Linked DNA regions of Mus musculus: all the other regions are linked to region 1. The links are chromatin contacts, called in public Micro-C and promoter capture Hi-C maps. All regions are on one chromosome and are shown on one strand. The core of a region is the stretch at or near the end of the contact, and the rest is flanking DNA. Distances in the headings are between cores, read along the strand shown. Region 1 holds the start of 2810410L24Rik (RIKEN cDNA 2810410L24 gene). Region 2 holds the start of Tnrc6c (trinucleotide repeat containing 6C). Region 3 holds the start of Socs3 (suppressor of cytokine signaling 3). Region 4 holds the start of Pgs1 (phosphatidylglycerophosphate synthase 1).

What was found. Promoter capture Hi-C pulls out the DNA fragments that hold promoters and counts their contacts. Hi-C and Micro-C count contacts between places; a contact is called where the count stands out from the background.
Region 2: a contact with region 1 is called in a promoter capture Hi-C map of pre-B cells, with 5 times the contacts expected there. The contact joins the promoter of Tnrc6c here to the promoter of 2810410L24Rik in region 1.
Region 3: a contact with region 1 is called in a Micro-C map of embryonic stem cells, with 2.7 times the contacts expected there. The contact joins the promoter of Socs3 here to the promoter of 2810410L24Rik in region 1. A contact is called at or near these places in 1 of 484 Hi-C or Micro-C datasets (embryonic stem cells) and 1 of 115 datasets of contacts at active chromatin or transcription factors (embryonic stem cells).
Region 4: a contact with region 1 is called in a promoter capture Hi-C map of pre-B cells, with 2.4 times the contacts expected there. The contact joins the promoter of Pgs1 here to the promoter of 2810410L24Rik in region 1.

What each region holds. Positions count from the first base shown.
Region 1 is chr11:120,186,473-120,192,160 of GRCm38.p6, forward strand. 2810410L24Rik (RIKEN cDNA 2810410L24 gene) reads right to left here and starts at 3,384. Exons shown (of 3, transcript NR_030682.1): 1 at 2,968-3,384; 2 at 2,017-2,204; 3 at 178-1,279. It also overlaps Gm9734.
Region 2 is chr11:117,650,893-117,656,580 of GRCm38.p6, forward strand. It overlaps Tnrc6c (trinucleotide repeat containing 6C), which reads left to right and starts at 3,397. Exons shown (of 22, transcript NM_198022.2): 1 at 3,397-3,794.
Region 3 is chr11:117,965,997-117,971,684 of GRCm38.p6, forward strand. It overlaps Socs3 (suppressor of cytokine signaling 3), which reads right to left and starts at 3,370. Exons shown (of 2, transcript NM_007707.3): 1 at 2,879-3,370; 2 at 83-2,322. The coding sequence starts at 2,234. The coding sequence ends at 1,557.
Region 4 is chr11:117,983,242-117,988,929 of GRCm38.p6, forward strand. Pgs1 (phosphatidylglycerophosphate synthase 1) reads left to right here and starts at 3,616. Exons shown (of 10, transcript NM_133757.2): 1 at 3,616-3,772. The coding sequence starts at 3,639.

The DNA of each region.
Region 1 (5,688 bases), core at 2,134-4,633:
TTAAGTTGTGAAATCTAATCTATTATATCCATAAAGGAGAATGCTTTCATTGTAAATTCAGGTTATAAAGAAACTATACCTGGGCCGCCAGCCTCCCTTTCGGATCTGCTACTTGAAGGCTTATCAAATTACTGCAAAATGTTGGGCTCCCCTCTCTATCTCACGGCAACCAAAATTAAATGTGGCAACATTTCTTTAATACCTAAGATCGGAAACAACTGGTTCAACAATGGGATATAATTTTTAAGACACCTCCATTCGCGTCGGAAAGCACTCTACTCCCCCAATTAATTCAAGTTTTTAAAAACTCTAAAAGCACCACGACTCCGCAAGTGCTCAACTGTTCCGGCGGAGGGCTCTCGGGTGCAATCCCGGGTGGATCGCACGTGGACCGCACACACCCGTGGCTCGGACCCACAACAGCAGCGTGCGTCACACCTGCGGGACCAGCGCCTGGGAGCCTGGCTTCTACACCCCAGTCCCAGGCGCCCCGCTGGTTCCAGAAATGGCTGGACCAGACAAAGGAGTCGCCAAGGAGGGGTTAAGCTGCCCCTCACCCTTCTCAGAATACATCCTTCCAGGCAGCTGGAGCAAGGGAAACGTGGCACCCTAACATTTCTTTGGTTTTACAAACGGGTTTTGGATATTTGCTGCCCTTCCTGGGAGGGGGTTGGGCCCAGGTCGGTATCTCTCCCTCTGACACCTTCTTCCACTTCTGAAAATTAATTAACTCCGGGATTGGGCTGGGACGTCCTGGGCTGGACATAAGTGGGGGGGGGGGTCACCAAGGACTCTCCGTCCTCGATCCCAAAGAGGGGTGTCTGGGGGACGTCGAGGAGATCGATAAGTTTCTAGATTCCCAGGGAACTGGAGGACGTGGCTTTTGTCAGGCCTGCGAAAAAGATTTATGAGGCGCCGGCGGAGTGTTGGGCTGGCTTCGCCCTGGCGGCCAGCGCACCCCGTCTAATCTTTGATTTCCATCTAATTATTTTTTTTTCCTGCCTTCAACTCGGTGTCCGGAGAGGCGAACAAAGGGATGAGGGTGGGGGGTGGGGAGGCAGGCACTGGCGGTCCGGGGATCCCCACATAAAGTTGGAGCCCCCTGAACGTCCAAAGGCTCGAGCTCCGGTGAGCGTTCCGGGAGGCCTAGGGAGGTTACCCGACAGGAGCTGAGGCCACCGGAGACCCGCAGCAGGGCCTGGGTGGGCGTTGCAGTCCTCCGGTGCTGTTCAGAGCCGGAGCCCAGCGGGGTTTCTAGGGAAAGATCCGCAGAAAGGCCCTAGAGTGGAGGGAGAAGGGGTGGAGGCAGCTCTCCCCTAAATGCAATTAATCGGGGAATTGGGAGACAGGACAGCCCTCAGTAGAGGCGAAAGATGGAGGCAGGGTTCTTTTATCCCCAACCCCGTTCAGAAAAAAGGTTTGTCCAAGCGGGTGAGAGAAGGGCGCAACTTGAATTTTTCATGTTAGCCAGAGAGAAAAAAAAAATCCAAAATGGAAAATGATTTTATTGGTCACTACCCATAAGTCAAGTAAAAACAAGGATAATTAGAGAGTAGGGAATTCAGGGGCCATAAATCCGCGGCGCCTTCTCCACCGGCGTCGGAAGCTTTATGGCTTGTTGAGTTTTATTTTGAGAGAAAGGAAACACAGAGTTTTGGTGGAAGCGGGACTACCCACCAAGCGCCGCCCGGGCAGACGCGCGTAGCGAATTCGCCCCGGACTTTGGAAGGTGGCCACAATTAAGGATCGCTTTGTCCCAGAAAGAGGGACCTTCCCCCCGGCCGGGACCCTTCTCTCCTCGGCGGGATCCGTGCTCAACCAGACTCTGGGTAGGGAAGTCACACTCTTCCTCACCCCAACTACGACGAAGATGGATACTTGGTGTGCGTGGGGCCGGAAGTTTTTAAACGAGATTCCACTCGCAGCTTCCAAACGTCCACCTGGTGCTGCACGCTTGGGGGCCTTTTCTTCTAATTTAAGGGGTGGGAAGGATGGGACAAAAGAAAAACAACCCACCTTACTTTGCAATCTTCCTCAAAGAGACTGGGAGTACTTTTCATTCCATAGGGGTTTCTACCCCACCAGCCAGAGCCCCGTTTCTTCTTCTGAAATGGTCTTCTCACAAAGCCACCCTTAGCCGACACCGTGTAAAATCCCACTATCGGGTAAGCCAGTGGGGACGCTTCTGGCTCAGCTGCAGCTAACTTGGGAGAAAAGAAAGTGAATTCTTCAAGAACTTTAAAATAAAAGCGGCCCTTTCCCGGCAACTCGCGTCTAGCTTCGCCTTTGTTTTAAACACACATATAAAACCCTTGTCCTTCCTCGGAACGGGGGGCGGGGAGAACTGAGGGTCCACATTCAGAAGCGCTTTCCCCTTAAAAAATATTCTCGGAGGAGCTCTTTTGTTTGAAGTGGGTATGGGGGAGGGGACGGGGCCCGCTCCAGTTCAGCTACCAGGCTCTTAACAAACCACCACCAACAAAAAACCACAACTCTGAGGGTATCTCCTAACCCCGCAAATCTGGGGTTCCCGGATCCAGGAGGGATTCGTTCCTAGACACCCGGCGCGCAGCAGAAGCCAAGACCAGGTTTCCCTAAAGTAAACATCCCGGTTCAGAAAACGAGAATTCTAGGTTTCCGGGTTGGGGGATAACTGTATGAACCACTTCGAAACAGAGCCATCTTGCTGTAGTACCCATGGAGTCCTGGATGAATTTCGTGGGCCTCTGAAGAAAGTGACGCGCATTTCCACAGGAACTGGCTCCAAGCCCGTCTTACGGGTGGTGGAGAGCCCAGTAGGGATTCCAGAATACAGCTCAGGAGGCTACCCCGAGTTCGGCTACCGTCCCAGGACCCCTCAGAAAGACACGTTTGGTGCGAAAATCTCCTACACACCAGCTGGGTTTTTATTCCTTCCCTCCCCAGAGTGTGCTCTGGGCGCGCGGGAAACAAGGAAAAAGCACGTACCTGGCGGCGCTCTGAGGGCAGCCTCACCGGCCCTCCGTAGGCAAGGGAGCTCCCAGAAGCTACTCCCTATCCGGCTGGTCGACCCTAGGCCTGTCCCTCCATCCCTCCCTCCCTACCCGGCTGGTCGACCTCCGCCGAGCTAATTCTCCAGGAGGCAGGAGCGGGATACCCGGCCCGCCTTTCTGGAAATGGGATCCGTTTTTTAGCGCCAGGGCCCGCGCCAACGTCCAGGCCACCGTCGGCGCGCAGGGTTTCCCTAGTCCTTTGGATCAGCAGAGAGTGGGGCGGCCTGGACGCTGGGCTGCGGCTCGCGCACCAGCTCCCTGTTCCCGCGCGCCCTTCTGCATCCAGGCTCCGGCGTGTCCACGTTCCCAATCGCGAAAAGGGGACGAACTCTGAGCCCTCCGGGAAGAGAAGGCTGCAGCCGCAGTCCAGGAAAGAGCCCTAGGGCGGGAGGGGTGCAGGGCGGAGGGGCGGGAGAGCTACCAGCGCCCCACGGCCGCGGCCCTCGTGGGGGTGGGGAGGGCGCCCAGCCCCACCCACGTGGAGGCCCCCGCCCCGCCTCCATGAGGGCAGCGTCCCCGCCTGCCCCAGCGCCTCCGCCTAGCCCCGCCCCATCGCCTCCCGCAGCGGCCGCTCCCTTTGTCTGGGCAGCCGGTGCAAACCAATGGCATCGCGTGGGCGGTGCTCAGGTTGGCCAATAGATGATCCAGGAGGTGTGGCCGAAGAGGAGGGTCTATTTCCCCGAGAAGATACGGTAAACTGGTAAGCTTTTCAGGATCTGGGCTCTGAGGCCGAGAGTGTCTGCAGCTTCGAGCTGGCTCCGCCGTGGAATTACAAATTTTGGATTCCTTTCCACTATCTGGAAAGATGCCCCCAAATCCGGAAGGAAGTGTAAGGGAATCATATCTGGACTCTAGGGAGAGGAAGCCCCAGGGGATTTGATTTTAGAATGGCCCCTTGCACCCGGGACACGCAGTGCCTTGAACTTTGAAATTCAGGGTGTGCAACATCCCCAGAAGTCAGGAAGGTTCTCTGAGATCGAGTGGTAATAATGTGATGTTCAGCTTTCAAGGCGTCTCTGAGTTCAGGGGCAGAGGTGCATAGGCCCTCTCAGGAAGGACTACAGGATTGGGGGCCACTGCCCCAGGACCACCTTAGTGGGCAGCGACTCATTTGCTTTCTGAGCGGAGAAATATCGAGTGCTGAAAAATATTCAGGCTAAAGTGGACCACGGCCAGAGAGCTGTTGCTGGCTTGCCCCAGACAGACAGGGAAAGATACATCTCAAGTGTGCCCCAAGCCACGCCAGGGCAGCAAGTGCAGGAGACAAACAAGAGCCAAGCCATACCTACAGGAGCAGGCAGGTGTCTCCTCTTGAGTTCACCGCCTTGTCCTGGTCTCAGACCTGGAGGTGTTTCCCAACCTTTTCTCCCTTTCTGCATCTTGGCTCCAAGTGAAATCCGCAAACCAAGAAGAAAAGGAAAACAACCACCTGATGTAGGGGCTGTAATCTGGTGCCGCCGATGGTAAAATGAGCCCCGGAGGTAAATGAGGTACATTACAACCCTGGATTTGCAGGGCTCCACCTGAGCGCTATCAATCCCAGCATCTCCCAGGAGGTTGTCACAGAAGCTAACATCTAATTCCCTGTTGCTGAAGGCAGTACTCAGCCACCTTTATGGCTCTGTTTTGAAATTCCTCTTTTCAGAAGTCCAGGGATCCTGAGAGGGCCTGTAGCTAACTGAAGGGCAAGTTGCAGCACTCAGGATCTAGGACTTGTCCGGCTATGGTTGCAAACCACAGACGTGGTGATCAAATCGACCTTGAAGTTCAGCTCCCAGGGATTAAGCACCCCAGGGTGGACACAAACTGATTTTTTTTTTTTAGACCAAGAGGGATTGAATCAAGATAGTGGTCAAGATAATTCCTAATAGCCTCTCTTCCCACCCTCAAGCCCTAGAAATGATAGAAAAGTTTTAAAATCCATTACAACTAGAGAACAAGAAGAGTGCCTGGGAGACAAGTCAGGGCACTGCTCCTGCAAGAGGGAGCATGGGAGGGAAACTGCTGGCCGGCAGGAGGGCTCCAAGGAGAGCCTCTCAGAGGAAACTGTGGAATTCTGGGATCTCTGTCAGGGTGATGGGTGGGAGTCTGTGGAGACAATCTCTTCCTGGGCTGTGCTCAGTGGACTGAAACTAAGCAGATGCCCTGGAGAGTCATATGTGAAGGAGTTCTCTTGGCCTTAGAGCCTCCACTGAGGTTCTCAGCAGCACAGGAGGCCCAGTGCATAGAGACTGGACTACTGGATGGGAACACTGATGGGAGCACTGAACAGTACAGAGCAGCACAAGTTAGAACCACTGGCCCTGGCTGCAGAATTGGCTCGGTGATTAAGAGCACTTGTCTAGCACTTGCAGAGGACCTGGGTTTGAGTCTCAGTAGTTACATTGTATAGGAGTACACCATTGCTCTCTTCAGACACACCAGAAGAGGGCATCAGACCCCATTGCTGGGAATTGAACTCAGGACCTCTGGCAGAGCAGTCAGTGCTCATAAAGACTCAGTAGCTACATTGTGATTCACAACTGTCTGTAACTCCAGTCCCAGGAGAATCTGGTGTCCTCTTCTGACCTCTGCAGAAGTTGAAGGACCCTGGCCATTCTTTTCACAAGAAATCTTGGGCTTGGCTTGTGCTGTCTATTCCCAGAGAATGTGTGTT
Region 2 (5,688 bases), core at 2,147-4,646, 2.5 Mb before region 1:
GGGCAAAGGAAGCGAATAAGCAACAATGACAAACCCCACATGGCAAAGCAGCACCTGCCCATAACCTCAGCATTCAAAAGGGCGAGGCAAAAAGATTGCCATGGGTTTGAGCTATGCAGCGAGCTCTGGCCCAGCCTGAGCTACAGTTTAAGACTGAGACAGTGAAAGGGGGAGGGGGCAATGGAAAAGGGCCAAGGAAGAAATGGAGAACAAAGAGGCAACATTGTTTTTATATTCACTGCACCCTGTCGATGCAGACTGTCAACAGCTCAGGCCAGCAGACAGCCGAGCTTGAGCTTGAGGTGTCTATTTGGTTTTGGTCTGTGTGAGTTCTTGCAAATATTGGCTCAGTGTGAGTATTAAGATCAGAGAAGCCGGCCTGGAGTGAGTTCAGATAGCGAAACGGGGAGTTCCCAGCTGTGACATAAAGGCCCATTCCTGGCTTACCGTTGGCTTTACCTTGAGTACGGAAGCTGCAAAGAAGCCCACGGAAGCCTACCAGCCTGCCAGCAAATCTCTCTCCTCCCTCTAAAAGAAAGCCTGAAACCTGAAACTCCTTATCTCTCTCCTGGGTACACCAGATCACCAATTTGGGGGAACTGAATCAAAGAGATGGCAGCACCCCTAAGCCACTTGCCTGTCCTCACGGGGCTCAGATGAGTGGGATTTGCAAAGTGCTGGGGACCCTGTGGATGACCTCCTCATTGTGACTTGCCAGTCATTTTACATTGTGGCTCACCCTGAGTCTTTGAGCGTAGACCTGAACATACCTAAGGCTTCAGTTTTTACCATGGCCTCTTCCTCAGCTGTTACCCACCACCTACTAAGACTAGACCATATACAACCTCACCTCTGTTACCCATCAGAAGTCCTCTCCTTAAGCACACCAGAGTCTAAGTAAGCCTCATCTTCAAGTGTGTCCTCTCTGTCTGACTTCCTTTTTTTTTTTTTTTTTTTTTTTTTTTGGTTTTTCGAGACAGGGAGACCAGGCTGGCCTTGAACTCAGAAATCCACCTGCCTCTGCCTCCAAGTGCTGGGATTAAAGGCGTGTGCCACCACTGCCCTGCTCTGTCTGACTTCCAAGGAACGCCATTCTGCATTTGCTCAGTTCCTGTCCGAATAACTTTGCTGGGCTCCTCCTCAGCACTATCCCCACCTATGTGGGCCTTTTTATCCAGGTTACCTGCCATATATGTTTTCTAGGAAGGTTCACAGCAATCCAAAGCTCTGCTGTCTTCAGCAGCGTGAGCTGCTGCCTGCGATTGCCCCTGCCCGCCCGTCACCTATTCCTGAGCTGTGGCAGACCCTGATAAACACAGTGCTCCAGGTTCCCTTGTCTCCCTGCTGTTTGCTGTTGCTTCTCTCTTCAGTGTCCTTCCATGAGCTTCTGTTATTGCTTCTGTGACCTCCCTCAAGACTTAGGCTATAGGTCCTCTGGGAAGGTCTCTAGGAGACAGGCTACCTTCCAGAACACTTTCATGGAAGGTAATCATACCGGTTTTTTTATATATCGTGTGTGCATATACATGTGTGCATAGGTCAGAGAACAAACCTCAGACATCCTCTGCCTTGATTTTTTTTTTTTTTTTTTTTTTTTTGTCTTACCTTGTAGCCCCGGTTGGCCTGGAACTCTATGTAAAACGAGGCTCACCTTGAATTCAGATGCCTCGTTGTCCAGAGTGCTGAGATTAAAGATGTGCATCACATCTACCAGTCACCTTGTTTTTGGGTCAGGATCTCTCACTGGCCTGGAACTTGCCAATTAAATGAGGCAGACTGGATAAGGAGCCTGTGGAATCTGTTTCTGCTCCCTCAGCACTGAAATTACTGGTATGTGCTACTATGCCAGGCTTTTAAATTGTGTGTGTGTGTGTGTGTGTGTGTGTGTGTGTGTGTGCGCGTGTGCTCAGATACACCAGCACCAGGGAATGACCCCAGTGCTTTGAACATGCTCAGCTGACACTTTACCTCTGAGGTACACCCCTCTTCCTCAAATATTCTTTCTACCACCACAAGTCCATATTCCAAACTATGAGTCTAATTTTCATTCCAAAAGATATAGCCCACCTTTTCTAGTGGTGTTAGGATATCTAAGGTAGGAAGAGATCCTTATTGTGCCAGGCTAAGTAAGCTCGAGGGGAGGGGACGATCACAAAGAAAGCTGGAAGAGAGGAGAGGTCATGGTCACAAAGTCAATGAATGGCAAGGACAAATGCTAAATGACGTCATTTTGGTTCAATATTCCAATAACTGAAGTTTTACAGTGTTGTTTGCACCCAGACTCTGGGCTCCTCATGGATTTAGCAATCTACCTAGTGCATGCTGTGTAACTGCAGGATGCTATTTGTGCTCCTTCCTGGATCATGTGATAATATCTGGACTTTTGAGACACAAAAGATACAGGTTCTCAGCAGTCAAGAATTAAACTGAAGTCAATAAAATGCTGAATAGAAAAGGCAGAAGTCTCTGTGAGAGCCACATCTGCCATCAGATCTTTCTAGGGGATATGGGTTTGCAGGATGAAAAATACACAACAGACGTTTGAAGCCGACTTCGGAGAGTAAGTAAATCTGACGACCAGAAGGCTTAAAATATAATAGAAAGAAAGGAGTGTACAGAGCTCACGGGACCCTGAAGGGAAACGAGAGCAGCAAGTCTGTTGTGTCCCTTTTCTCCACAAACATTTCAAAACATGACACTGGCGGCAGCAAAACTGCATCTCGAAGGTACTACTAGAGCGTTGTCTCTTCTTCCAGACGGGAACACATAGACAGGGAATGGCCTCTTACAGCACTGACAACTTTCAGAAGCATCGCGGATCTACCAGAACATCAGGGTCGGGAGTGGTGGTGGAGAGGAATTAGGCTCCTTCCATCACCCTCTGTGGAGAAAAATATGAGCTTTCAAAATCTTCCCGTGGCTTGAACAGAAACTTGAAAGGGACTCTACGGAGCGCACAGTGCTTCGGACCTTACCCACCAGATTATTACGTATATGTATACCAAGGAGGAGCCAAAGAATGGAGGACCACCGCGGGCTTCCCAGAGCCAGGAAGAAAATGCGGGGTGTGTAGTCTCAGCCCAGGGCTTGGGGTGGGCAGGTTGCGTTCGCTGTAGGGTGGAGTAGCTGCGGGGAAAGCAGGCCTCCCCAGGGGGCTGCTTTGCAGCCGGGATTGTTTGGCTCGCGTCAGAGCAATCCCCGGGGAGCCTCTGAGCGAAGGAGGGGGCCAAGAGGATGCCGCGAGGAGCGCGCAGCGAGCTTCTAGGCCGCGTCCCGCGCACGTACGAGTGTGCACCGTAGGGAGGTACAGGGCGTGTGCACGGCACGGGCCGGAGGCGCGCCAGTGCGTGCGCCAGGTTCAGGGCGCCGCTGCGCAGAGGGCCAGCGCCGCCGGGCGAAAACGCTGCGCAAACCCGGGATACGGCGGGGCGCAGAACCGGAGAACGGAGGCGGCTACGCAGAACTGAATCTGCGGCCCTTTGGTGCGCAAGCTAACGCGGAGTCACAGTGCCCAAAAGCGTGAAGGCAAGCGGCCACGGGAGAATTCCGCACGGCTCTCCGCATTGACCGGGAAGGAGCGTCAGCTCCGAGGAAAGGCGCGCGTCCGAGGCGCGTGAAGAACGCGCAGCTCGCACCCCCGCGCGCTCCACGCGCGGTCTGGACGACCACAGCGCGGGCGGGTATTAGGGGAGAAGGAGGAGGCGTGGTCTTTTCGTGACGAACCAATGGGATCGGGAGCACTGCCTGGAGGCGGAGCTCAGGATCAGGGCGCTGATTGGCCATTCCGCCCTCCGGTATGCAGATGCGGTGGGAGTCACGTGCCGGGGGCCGGTACGACTTCCTGTTGGAGGCCCACGCGGGGCGGGGCCGGGGGCGCGAGCGCCGCGTCTGGCTGGAGCGGGGGGAGGGGGGTTCTTGTCAGTTAGAGCAACAAGATGGCCGCGGTGGCAGCTCCGCACCTCAGCGCGACGGCCCCGGGAGCCGCAGCCGCCGTCGCCGTCCGCGTCGCCGTGCAGCCCTGAGAGCCGCCGGGTCACCCCGGCCGCCCCCGTGACAGGCGGTCCTCGCGCCGTCGCGCTCCCGCCGCCGCCGCCGCGGGCCCGCTCGAGCCGGAGCCTGAGGCGGAGGGAGCGGAGCGGCCCCGCGCCCAGCCGCCCATCGCCGTCCCCGCCTCAGACCCGGGCTGCGTCCGAGCCGCGGCCCGCCGAGACTTAGGAGCAGGGCGCGTCGCGGCGTCGCGGGCACTGGACCTGGACCTGCCGGGACGTGCCGCCGCCCACCCGCCGCCCGCGCCCGGACTCGATCCTGCGGCGCCGGCACTGAGCGGGCCCCCGCCGCCGGAGCGCCCCCGAGGGCCCCGGGCGGCCGAGAGCGACCTCTCCACCGCCAGGCCCGCGCCGCCGGAGCCCCGCGGAGCCGCCGCCGGGGACGGAGCCCAGGTGAGAGCGCCACCGCCGCAGCGCCCGGAGGTCTTCGGGCCCTTTGTTCGGCCGAGCCGGAGCGCGGCGGCCCCGAGCTACCCGCGTGCGGCGCCGGCCGGGGTTGACGGGCGGAGGAGAGGCACGGACTGCGAGCTCCTGGCCGGGCGTGCGACATCGGGATGGGGACCCAGGGGTCGGACACTTAGCCGTTCCCCCCAACCCCCGCGCTCGCTCTCTCGTTCTCTTAAAACTAATGCAGTGGTGGATGATACCCGCTCCCCTTGCATGGTCCCCTGCAGACCGTGCGTTCCCAAAGGGTGGCATACACCGATCCGCAGTGTGGCGTTGTTTGGTGAGCCATGGGCGACCCCGAGGGCCCCCTACAGTTGTGAAATGAGGTGGATTTATTTGTAACGGTGTTGCAAACGGATTGCGGAGTGCTTGCGTGCTAGGAAGACGCACCGCCACCGCCGCCAATGCAGCTACCTCGACCGGGTTAACAGATAAGGAAACCCGAGCGCCCCGACGCCGTCTCTGCTTTTTTAGGGTAGCTTGGTCCGCGGCTTCGCCAAGTAGGTGAGATGTAGCGAATGCTTCCGTAGCAGTTAAAACCTGCAGATGTGGACCTGAAGCTGTCCCCCACCCCCATCTCCCTGTGCGTTGGCCGGGCGAGGAGACGGTTGGCGCGCGCGCTGCGCGTCGCTGGAGGAATCTTGATGAAGGATGGTGCTGGGATGCTGTGAGGGAGCCCGGGGAGGAGGAGGAGCCGGCGGGGCTCGGCTGCACCTATGGCGTTCTGAGACTTCTGACAGTGCTGGTGCTTCCGTGTGTAATTAGTTGAGTTCTTTCCAACCTTTGCCTTCGCCAGATGAAACCTCCATTTGAGTGGTCTGCCCATTGGCTTCTGGGAGTGAAACATAGGTTCAAAACTCAAAATGGTGCTCCATTGATGGCCAACTTGGGCATCTTGAAGGAGTTGCACGTCGGAGTCTCCTGGCTCCTTTGCTCCATTGTACTGCCCAGGTTCTGATGGTAGTGGTTGTTTTCTGGGTGTCTGGTGTGCACGTTAACCGCCTTGTGCCAGTATAGATAGTCTATTCATCACCACATCTCTGAATGGCACCTGACTGTATATGCAGTTATTTTATGCAATTTCCTGTCTTTGGATTGGAATAACTATGTGAATTAGTTCAGACCCTAAAAATGTGACCTGAGTGACTTCAGAGGATAGTTTGAACTGTATATGGGGTGCTGACAATTGTATTCC
Region 3 (5,688 bases), core at 2,120-4,619, 2.2 Mb before region 1:
GGACCCAAGAGGCTCAGCCATCCCCCTCCCCTCATTGAGAGTGAGCAGAAGAGAAAACCAGGGAAAGAAAGGCTCAAGTCACTTTTTTTTTTCATTAAAAAATAGTGCTCTTTTATTATAAATTACTGAAATGTTTCTTTTCTGAGTATAAATATAAATATATGTGCAAAGTCTGAGTTGAACTGGGATTTGGTTGAGTTTTTCAAGCATCTTCAGACAGCCTCGAAGGCCTGAGTGGGGAGAGGGGCGGGCTGGAGGTGGATTTTTATAAAAGTGATTGAGGCAAATTGTAAACATTATTCAAAACAGAGAGAAAAAAGCCACCCCAACACACAGCTGCCCCACCCAGCCCCATACCTGACTTCAGAAAACTTGTTTCTCCCCAACACAGGACCAGTTCCAGGTAATTGCATGGCTGCTGCATTCCCGTGAGGCCCCTGTGAGCGGCATGGGAAGGCTTCTCCATCACCTCCTGCCTCCCCCCAGGTGAGAAGGGAGGGCTGTGCAGGGCCTGGAGGCTCTCGGACCTACTGACCGAGAGATGACTAGGACTGGCCAATGTCTTCCCAGTGTTAACTCAGGAGTCTCCTGAGTGACTGGGTCTCTCCCCTGCAGCCACTTCCCCTGGCCTGTAGCCACCTGGGTGAATCCCTCAACTCTCTGCCTATTGGCTGTGTTTGGCTCCTTGTGTGCCAATCCCCATCCCTGGGACAGAGGGCATTTAAGGCGAGTCTCCTAGCCCCACATAGGAGAGACAAAGCAGAACCCTCCATCTGCTCCAGGGAAACCTGGGCTCCAAGATGGCTCATCTGTTGATCTGCCTCCCTTCGGTGTTGGAAAAGGCGGCCAGCTCACCAGCCTCATCTGTCTCCCTTCTAAATGCTACTGCCTCTTCACAACGGGGAGGGTTCTGGGGTGCAAGGGATCTGCGAGGTTTCATTAGCTGCCCCATGGAGAGGAGCCTGGCACCAGTATAGCTCTCTTCAGGTCACCCCTTGCCACTCTCCCCAGAGCCAGGAGCCACCACTCCTCACCTAGGTTGGGCAGTGGGAGTGGTTATTTCTTTGGCCAGCATAAAAACCCTTCACACACCCTTTTCTCTTCCATCCTTCCCCCAGGTGCCTGCTCTTGATCAAACCAAATCAAAGCGCAAACAAGTTCCAGCGGGAAAGTTTGAAGATTCCCCTTGCAGTTCTAAGTTCAACACTTGGAGGTGTCCCCACCTCCCTTGGGAAGCAGAGGGGGTGTGGAGGAAGGGGAGGGGAGAGTCCGCTTGTCAAAGGTATTGTCCCACCAGGCCAGGCCGGCTGGCTCCACTTGAAAGAAGCTGGAGCTGGGGGAGGGGGGAAAGCAGGTGGCAGCTCCCCCTCCCCTCAGACGAATTCCAGGTCCTGCCAGCTCTACTCTGCGGGAGTGGAGGGCCTGAGGAAGAAGCCAATCTGCCCCTGGCTCACTGGGAGCTACCGACCGTTGGGGCTGGATTTTTGTGCTTGTGCCATGTGCCTCGGAGGAGAGGCGACCGACCGACCCAGGCCCCCCTCTGACCCTTTTGCTCCTTAAAGTGGAGCATCATACTGATCCAGGAACTCCCGAATGGGTCCAGGCAGCTGGGTCACTTTCTCATAGGAGTCCAGGTGGCCGTTGACAGTCTTCCGACAAAGATGCTGGAGGGTGGCCACGTTGGAGGAGAGAGGTCGGCTCAGTACCAGCGGAATCTTCTCGCCCCCAGAATAGATGTAGTAAGCTCTCTTGGGGGTACTCCCGGGGAGTGCCTGGGCAGGTGGCTGCTCCGGAACTTCGGACGAGGGTTCCGTGGGTGGCAAAGAAAAGGAGGGGGTCCCTGGAGGCGGCATGTAGTGGTGCACCAGCTTGAGTACACAGTCGAAGCGGGGAACTGGCTGCGTGCTTCGGGGGTCACTCTGCAGCGAAAAGCTGCCCCCCTCACACTGGATGCGTAGGTTCTTGGTCCCCGACTGGGTCTTGACGCTCAACGTGAAGAAGTGGCGCTGGTCCGAGCTGTCGCGGATAAGAAAGGTGCCCGCGGGCTCGGCGCTGAGCAGCAGGTTCGCCTCGCCGCCGGTCACGGCGCTCCAGTAGAATCCGCTCTCCTGCAGCTTGCGCACGGCGTTCACCACCAGCTGGTACTCGCTTTTGGAGCTGAAGGTCTTGAGGCGCAGGCTGGTGTCCAGGGGGCGGCTCATCCCGGCGGCGGGAAACTTGCTGTGGGTGACCATGGCGCACGGAGCCAGCGTGGATCTGCGCGGCGGTGGCTGCAGCTGCTTCGCGGCCTCCGCACAGCGGCCGCTACCGCATCCCGGGGAGCTGCAGAGAGCAAAGCGTGAGGCGCGTGAGTGCCCGGAACCCTCCAGCGTGCCCGGCCCTCCAGCCTCCGCCTAGCGCCCGGGGCACCCCTTTGCCCCGCTTTAGACCGTGTCTCAGGCCCAGCCACCTCGCGGAACTCGACTGTCCTCGGTCACTGCCGGCCAACCCCAGACAGTCTCTTCCCCTGCCCGCCCTAGGAGGACGCCCAGAGAAAACTCGCGCGTGGAAGTTGGGTCTCCAGGAGCGCGGCCAGGATGGGGAGAGACACAAGAGCCCTAGGGACGCTCAGGGCGCCTCTCAGTCCGGTGTCCTCAGTGGCGAGGGCGAAAAAAGGGGGGTGCCAAACCCGAGATATGTGAGAGAGGGGACAGGAGAAACCCGAGGGCCCCAGTCTGAGTATGACGGGAATCAGGGATCTTCGGTTCTCATCCGCTCTGCCCCCTACCTCGTCCCCTCCCTACCGGGAATGACCCGGGAAGGGGAGGAGAAACCGGGAAAAGCTCCCGAGCTGGACCGAGGCCCCCACCCTTCCCCACACCGCGCCCCTCCTTCCTACCTAGTCCCGAAGCGAAATCTCCGGCCTTGGGGCTGCGCCTCCTATGGTCCCCGAGGCGAGGCGGCGGCCAGCAGTGGCTCGCGCTGCGCCCAGATGTTGGCAGCCGTGAAGTCTACAAAGGGGCTCCCCGTGCGTGCGCCCCCTCTGGCTTCGCTGCTCCCCGGGCCGATGAGGCGCACTCCTGGGCGAATCAGGCAAAGGACCTGGGCGAGGGACCTCGACGGAGAGCTGGGCCGGGAAGGGGGCGTCCGGGAGCCCGGAGAGACAGCGGTCGTAAGAGCAGGCGAGTGTAGAGTCAGAGTTAGAGCCGCCTCGGAGGCCGCGCGCGCGGGTATTTACCCGGCCAGTACGCCCCGCCCCCCGATTCCTGGAACTGCCCGGCCGGTCTTCTTGTAATGTTTAGTCACTACTCTGCACTGAAAGGCTGTGCGCGGAGGGCGAGGGAGGGGCCGCGGAGGGCGGGCTTGGAGCTGGGGCCTCCAGGACCCGCCGAGACTCACCGAGAGGGAGACAAAGCGCGGCGCGAGGCTGCCCGACCGGCGGGCGCGGCGCCAGCCTTGGCCGAGCGTTCCTGGCAGCGGCCCCTCCCCCGCGCGCTCCGCCCCCAACTTCTCATTCACACTTTCCCCCCCCTCCCTTCTAAGAAGGCTGGTTTCTGGCAGAGGCGGGGGCGTCGCGATGGGAGCGCGCGGGCAGTTCTAGGAGGCCAGCCGGGAGAGGCTCCCTCCTGGCACCCCTTCCCTTTCTTTTGATCCCCGCGGGGACGCTCCCCTCCCTCTGCACCCAGGCCACTCCGAGGTCCTCATGTACAGTTCCAAGCATCCCGTGCCAACCAAAAGGGACGTAGGACCATTCAGCCACCAGCCCACTGGGGACCTAGGAAGTGGAGGAGGGGGATGCGCGACATTTACCTGTAGACAGGTCCAAAAGATGAAGCTGTGAGATCCAGAAGTGGAGGAGACACTGACTTAGAAGCAGCTACCTGGCCTCAGCTCATCCGCCCATTGCCTGGTTCTTCGGTGACAGACGTGGGTGCTGATGTCCTTTGGGGAGTGGGGTGGGAGGAGCAGCTAACTACTACCTTATCACTCATCTGGGCCTCCCAACCTGCGTGGCGAACTGTGGGTCCGCCCAGGTACTCTCGGCGCGGTGGGGGAGCTAGAGGAAAGAAACCCTCATCCCATGCTCGTCCCCCGAGTCCACCAGAGGGCGCGCTGGAGTCTTGTAGGCGAGCCGAGTTTTGCTGTTTCCCAGGCTCTGTATAGAGAGAATAAGAGGTTGTGGGGCTCCTTATTCAAGAACAGGAGTGGGGAACCCAGAGAGAGAAGCCTCACTTCCCAGGACAGGGTCAAACCTGAGAAGGAATGTCGACTAGGAGGACTGTCCACAGAGCGTTGTAACGGGTTCAGCCACTGCCTGAAAGTCGCTGAGGTGTCAGAATGGACCCTCTCTTGCCTCTACGTTTTAAGGTGTCTGAACTTTCCCGATGGTGGGGTGGAGAGGGAGTATTGATAAGAGCAGGTGATTGAGGTGAAAGGTTGTTTACTCCTGGTCACGTGAGTATCTATAAAGGCCTAGTGTCGAGTTTTGCAACAGGCAGCAGGAAGTGGCAGCCACCTGAGAACCAGCTAAGTGACACACAGTGTCTGCTCTCAGTGGGCTTTCTGACCTGCCCTCTTGGATACCACAGGCTTCTTGTAACACCAGTAGGAGGGCAAACTGACTACACAGAGTAGCTTGGGCTAGGAGGGAGGGCTGCCTGCTTCCCTTCTGGCCCACTGTGTCCAATCTGCTCCACTGATGCTGAGGAACTAAGAGAGACCAGGGCAGGTGCACTGCCTCTCTGGACTCAGTCTTGTTATCTGTTAAATAGGGATGGGTGCCCATCTGTCCCCCGCCCCTGGCAATTCCAGTAGTCAAGAGGCTTAGGGGCCTTATTTAAAATATCTCACACTGGTCTGATGAGCAGATGCTCACAGATGGAGATCCCACAGGTGAGGCCCAGTCCTTGCCTTCGAGTCACTCTCAGGCTCCCCAAATGGATTCTCCCTTTCTCTGTGAACAAGCCCTCCTTGATCTCATTCAGGGAGTGTTCCCCAGCCACTGCCTTGACCGTATGCTTCTGAGCCGAGGGCAGTGGAGGACAGGGAGGACTCTTAGGAAATAGCCCTGGAGTTAATGGATGGGAAAGTGCTTTGTAAATTACAATGCTCTGCCACGAGTCAAGTTCATTCATCCATTCCACAAACCCTGACTTCGTGCCTGGCTCTGTCAGGCCTCGGGTGCAGCGCTGGGGCGGCAGAGCTGCGGGGCAAAACCCACAGTGGGGAAGAGGCTGTGGGCCATGAGCAAGGACTAGTCATGATTGTGACCCAGTGAGACACTGTGATAGCTTCTTAAGTAAGAGAGGGAAGTCAGGGGCTGGATTGCTGGCTCAGCAGTTAAGAACACCTGCTGCACTTCTGGAAGACGGGGGGGGGGGGGGGGGGTGTTGGTGCCAGGACCTATGTAGGATGGGTCACAACTGTTGTAACCCCAGTCCTAAGCCACCCCAGGCCTCCAAGGGAATCTGTACTCATGTGCACCCCCCATACACACACACACACACACACATATACAGAATTAAAATAAATCTTGGTCCCTGTGATGGTAGCACACACCTTTAGTATTCCAGAAGCAAAGCAAGCAGATCTTTGTGAGTTCAAGGGCAGCCTATACCCTATATACATTAAATAGATAAGTGAATTTAGCCGGGCGTGGTGGCGCACGCCTTTAATCCCAGCACTCAGGAGGCAGAGGCAGGTGGATCT
Region 4 (5,688 bases), core at 2,366-4,865, 2.2 Mb before region 1:
TACCAACCAACTTAAACAAGGTTTCTGGGCACAAAGAATGCACTTTCTGTAACCATCCAAATTTAAGCAGTTAAAAACTGTGCCAGGATCAGAGGTTAGGGACACTTTCTGTTCTTGCAAAAGAACCCATGCTGATTTCCAGCACCACAGGGCGGCTCCCAACAGTCTGTAACTGTGGTTCTAGGGGACCCGAACCCTCTTCTGACCTCTATGGACACCAGACGTGCAAATGGTGCTCATACGTGTGTAGACAAACCCACTTGCACACATAAAACAAACAAACAAACAAACAAACAAACAAATATTTTTGAGGGGGTTTCAAGACTGGGTGTCTCTGTGTAACAGCTTTGGCTGTCCTGGAACTCTATCTCTGTAGACCAGGCTGGCTTCGAGCTTAGAGATCTGTCTGCCTGTGGCTCCTGAGTGCTGGGATTAAAGGCATGTACCTTCAGGCCTGCACTAGCCATGCAGTCAGTGTCACTGTCCCCAGTGAATTAGCCCTATGTTTCAGGTATTGCCTCACATAGCCAAGAACCACAGGGGCAACAGAACGTCTCTTCCCAGGATGGTGATGCGATGGTGAGGATGCTCTGTGGCCCCAGTGGTGATCCCCACCAAGCTTAAGGGTGACAGTGAAGCACGGTGGCTCACAGTCTGTTTGCTCAGCACCTCCCGTGATAGGCTGAAGGCACCAGAATCTCATCCTGGTTACTGGAAGTTCGGAAATCTGATGAGTCATCTTTCCTCACTTGGAAGCGCTAAATCGGATTCTGCCTAGTATTTGTAAAACTGTGTGTGTGCTTAAAAACTAAAGGTGATTTGAAATACTCACTGCCTGTAAGTGAACTGGAGTTCTGAACACTCCCAGCTGGTTCAGGAGAACACCCCAGGTGGTACCTCTGTGTTCTCCTCCTCACCTTTTGCAAAATGTGATAAGTTTTGTTTTTGTCTTTTTGGTATTTATTTGTTTGTTTCTTGAGACAAAGTCGTATTATATAGCTCTGGCTGCTGTCCTGGAACTTACCGTGTAGGCCAGGCTGGCCTCAAACTCACAGAGATCTGCCCACCTCTGCCTCCCAAGTGCTAGTGCTAGGACTAAAGGCATGTGCCACCATTGCCCTGTGACTGACTGACTTTCTCTCTCTCTCTCTCTCTCTCTCTCTCTCTCTCTCTCTGTTTTTAGGCAGAGACTCATGCAGCACTCGCTGGTCTTGAACTCACTTTGTTGTAACAAATGCTGCTTAACCCCTTATCTTCCTGCCCCTGTCTCCCAAGTTCTAGGACCTGCTTCCTTTCCTTCTTTCTTTCTCCCTCTTTCTTTCTTTTTTTTTTTGTTTTGTTTTTTGAGACGGGGTTTCTCTGTATAGCCCTGGCTGTCCTGGAACTCACTTTGTAGACCAGGCTGGCCTTGAACTCAGAAATCCACCTGCCTCTGCCTCCCAAGTGCTGGGATTAAAGGCGTGTGCCACCACGCCCGGCTCGCTTTCTTTCTTTCTTTCTTTCTTTCTTCCTTCCTTCCTTCCTTCCTTCCTTCCTTCTTTCCTTCTTTCTTAGATACTAATGCTTTTGTCTCCTGAGGGCTGGTAAGGACCAGGATTACAATGTGGGCTACCATGCCTGCTTGAGATTGTCTTTTTACCACTCTTTGATAATATTTTTTCATTGTCTTAAAAACTAGTATATCGGGGCTGGAGAGATGGCTCAGGGGTTAAGAGCACTGACTAGCTCTTCCGAAGGTCCCGAGTTCAAATCCCAGCAACCACATGGTGGCTCACAACCATCCATAATGAGATCTGATGCCCTCTTCTGGGGTATCTGAAGACAGCTACAGTGTACTTACATATAATAAATAAATAAATCTTTTAAAAAACTAGTATATTATTTATTGTTATTGTGTGTATATGTATGCTCTGGAGTGGGCACATGTGTGGAGGCCAGAGGACAATTTCCTCAGCAATCTCCTTTATCCATTGAACCATCTGGCTGGACTTTCCTTTTTAATTTTATTTTTATTTAAATTTCTGAATGCTCATTTATTTTGTGGGAGCAGCAGGCACACAGATGCTATGGCGCACATGTGGAGGTCAGGGGACAAATTGAGTCTCTTTCCTACTATATATGTTTTGAAGTTGAAACTCTGGTTGTCAGCTTTGGCAGCAAGCACCTTTATCTACTGAGCCATTTTGCCTGCCCCTGGTAAATTTTATAAGTGATGCCATGAAATATTATTCTAGGGTATCATATTCTCATGGAGCTATGGCCATCCATTGTATTGATACACCACAGTGTATCTAGCCAACTCCTTCACTGAGATTTTTTGTTTGTTTTTCAAGATAGGGTTTCATTGTGTAGCCTTGGTTATCTTGGAACTCATTCTGTAGACCATACTGGTCTTGAACTCACAGAGATCCATTTACCTCTGTCTCCACAGTGCTGGGATTAAAGGCGTGCACCACCACCACCACCACCACCACCGGCTGTTTCCACACTTTTCAATAATGGGAGAAAGACTGAGATAAATATTCTTTTGAAATGTGTCATTCACTTTCCTGAAATAGTTTGGTGGAGGTGAAATTCAGAATGTTAGTTCAAGTGTTACAGCTTTAACTCCATCATCTCTGGGGTAAAGAGAATTATGACTGTTTTACAATGTTTCTAGCTTCTAAGTCCCAGAGCATGTGAGCCAGGGAAGGAATTAAGGGCATGAAAGTCAGACAGGGGCAGAGGAGGGTCAGGCCTCAGGGTGCTGAACTGAGTGATGATGCACACGAGTGCGGGCACAAAGCAGGGGCTGGCTATCTGACAGGTGTTGGGCACTGAGCTATTGCAAGAATCCTTCCTCTTGGAGCCAGGCAGGTGAGTTGAGGGCGTAGGGCTCAGGAAGTTATCAATCTGACAGGTGTCAGGACTCTGAATGATCACTAGCTTCCTCTCTCCTGGAGCAATGCAGGTGAGTTTAATGCGCATGGCGGCAGCTGTCAGTGTGACAGGTGCTAAGATGCCACTGACATCCTCCTCCTTGCTCCCTCATGTGAGTGCATGGCAGCAGCTGTCAAACGGACAGGATTGAGGCGCTGAGCAGTTACTAGCTATTCTCCCTCCTGGACTCTCATATGTGAGCGCAGGGTAGCAGCTGAAAGTCTGCGCTGAGCATCCTTCCTTCTTCTTGGAACAAGGCAGATGATCATAGGTCGCAGGGCAGCAGCTATCAGTCTGACAGGACTCCGGGCGCTGAGCTGTTATTAATCCTCCTGGACCTTTATGTGAGCGCAGGGTAGCAGCTGGAAGTCTGACAGGTAGTCTGGTCGCTGAGCATCCCTCCTCTTACAGCAAGGCAGATGAGCATAAAGTGCAGGGCAGCAGCTGCTAATCTGACAGGATTCGGGGTGCTGAGCTGTCACCAGCATTCTCCCTCCTGGACCATCAGGTGAACTTAGGACTGTAGTCCATGCCTCCCGCCCTTGAGCTCCCTGTCTGGCGCGACGCGGTGCCCCAGAAAGGATACAGAGAGGCAAAGACAAGGGAATACAGCCTATGCAGCTGTCACTGCCGCTACCGCGCCTGCGCGCTGGCTCCCTGTTCGCGCTCGCACTGTCAATAAAGTTCTCGCGCGCCGGAAGCGGAAGCGGCGGGTCTCCATGGCGGCGCCGGCAGCGGGCCCGGTGTTCTGGAGGCGGCTGCTGGGCCTGCTGCCTGGCAGGCCCGGGCTGGCCGCGCTCCTGGGCCGCCTCTCCGACCGTCTGGGCAGGAGCCGGGAGCGCCGGCGCCGGAGGTGAGAGCGCTCGAGAGGGCCGGGCGGGGGGTGGGGGACTCGCTGTCTCCCCGCGTGCCGGCGGCTCAGCCAGGAGCCCCGTGGGCGTGCACCGTGCAGGAGCCACCCGGGGCGAGCTCGGGGCTGCGGCCCGGCCCTGGGGCCAAGGCTGCTGTGCTCCGGGCTCGGGGCGTGAGTGTGGCAGTCGGGGTTAGAGCGGTGAGTTGGCCGGAGTGAATCAGCCCTGCGGGGACCCGGTGCAGGCTGGCTTCCTCACATCCTGCCGGAGACATTTCTCAATCCTGACTCAATCGGTACTCAGGCCCGTGAAGAGGAAACACTCGAAACTCTTTCTGCGCGCGTTCGAAAGGCTTGTTTCTGGAAAAGTACTGAAGTGGGTTGTGTAAGCGGTGAGGGAAGCTTTGAAGCAGTTTGTTCAGGCAGTGGTCCTTTAAAGGAAACATTTGCCAAGAACAGGCTCAACCAAGAGGCCTGATGCTATTGCTAATTTTCAGGAGCGCGCGAGATAGATATTGAGATTGTGTGTTTGTGTGTGATATTCTCTCGTGTGGATATGTTTAGAGACTTCGTTTTCTTTTTCTTCAAATGCTGGGGCCCAAACCCAGAACTCCATGCACACAAGGCAGGTGCTTTACCACTGAGCCACATCTCAGCTCCTCCTCTCTCTCTTTAAAATAAATAAAACAATTAAAATAATGACTGTGTGCTCAGGTGGTGGTAGGGGAAGTCGGTTCTCTTTTACCACGTGAGTTGAAGTGATTGAAATCGGATCATCAGGCTTGGCAGCAAACTCGCTGGACCCCCAGTTCTTTTAGAGACACAGTTTCATGTATCTATACTGGCCTTAAATTGAGTAACTCAGGTTAGCCTAATACTCCTGATTCTCCTGCCTCATGTCCAATGCTGACTCCCAGGTGTGAGCTGTAATGGCCCATTCTGGTTCTGTGAGTAAGATCTGTGGGTAAGATCTTGTCTCTAGATGGCTTGAGGTGCAGTCACCTGCGTTGGTTCTAGATGTGGGTCATTGATTTACAGAGTAACAGGGAGCTTGCCAACCCAAGCACAAATTAGACTTAGAGGACCTACTGAATGACAGAATCAAGGCAGACAGGCAGTCTTATCTCAGGTTGCCTGCTGATCAGAATGGCTCTTTCCCCCAGCCATTCGATTGGACGGTAGAATCAGGTGACGCTTATTACATCAGGGCACCAGACCACTGAAAAATGTTAGGTTTCAAAAGTTCTGCCTGAAAGAGGAGCAGTTTAGGAAGCTTTGTTGATTTCCTTTTGGTTTGTAAACCTCAGTATTCATTGTTCAGCTTTGGTGCTGATCTCTGAAGGGGGCTCAGGCAACCTACATGAACTATATCCCCTATACCACTGGGTATCAAATTCTGGATAGGCAAGCACTCTACATGGAGCTGTGCCCCTAGGCCTGACAGGGCCTCACCTCAGGTTACTTTCGAATATCCTTTGTAGCTGATGGTTATGAATTAATGGCCCATTTGTCTACAAGTGCTAGTCTTACCAGCATGTGTCACTGTGCCCAATTTCATGGGCTAGATAGGGGACATTTCCAGGGCCTTGTGTATGCTAGGCAGTTAGATAACTTTACCAACTGGGCTACCCTCCCCCCACCCTCTGCCCTAGTGTGTGTGCTTTGTAGCCCAGGTTAGCCTGGCGCACTGGGTCCTCCTTCCTTAGTCTCCCGAGCACAGGGATGACAGGAGTGCACCTTGCTTTTCAACTCCTGCTTTATCTTTTTTTTTTTTTTAAATGAAAAGCTTTGTTGTGTGCCCATATGTGCATCCTAATTATTGAACACAAGTCTTTGGGCTTGGTTGCAGGCAACTTTACTTGTTGAAGTATTTCATTGTTCCCTTTAAAAAATTAAAAAAAAAAGATTTTGTTAGTTTG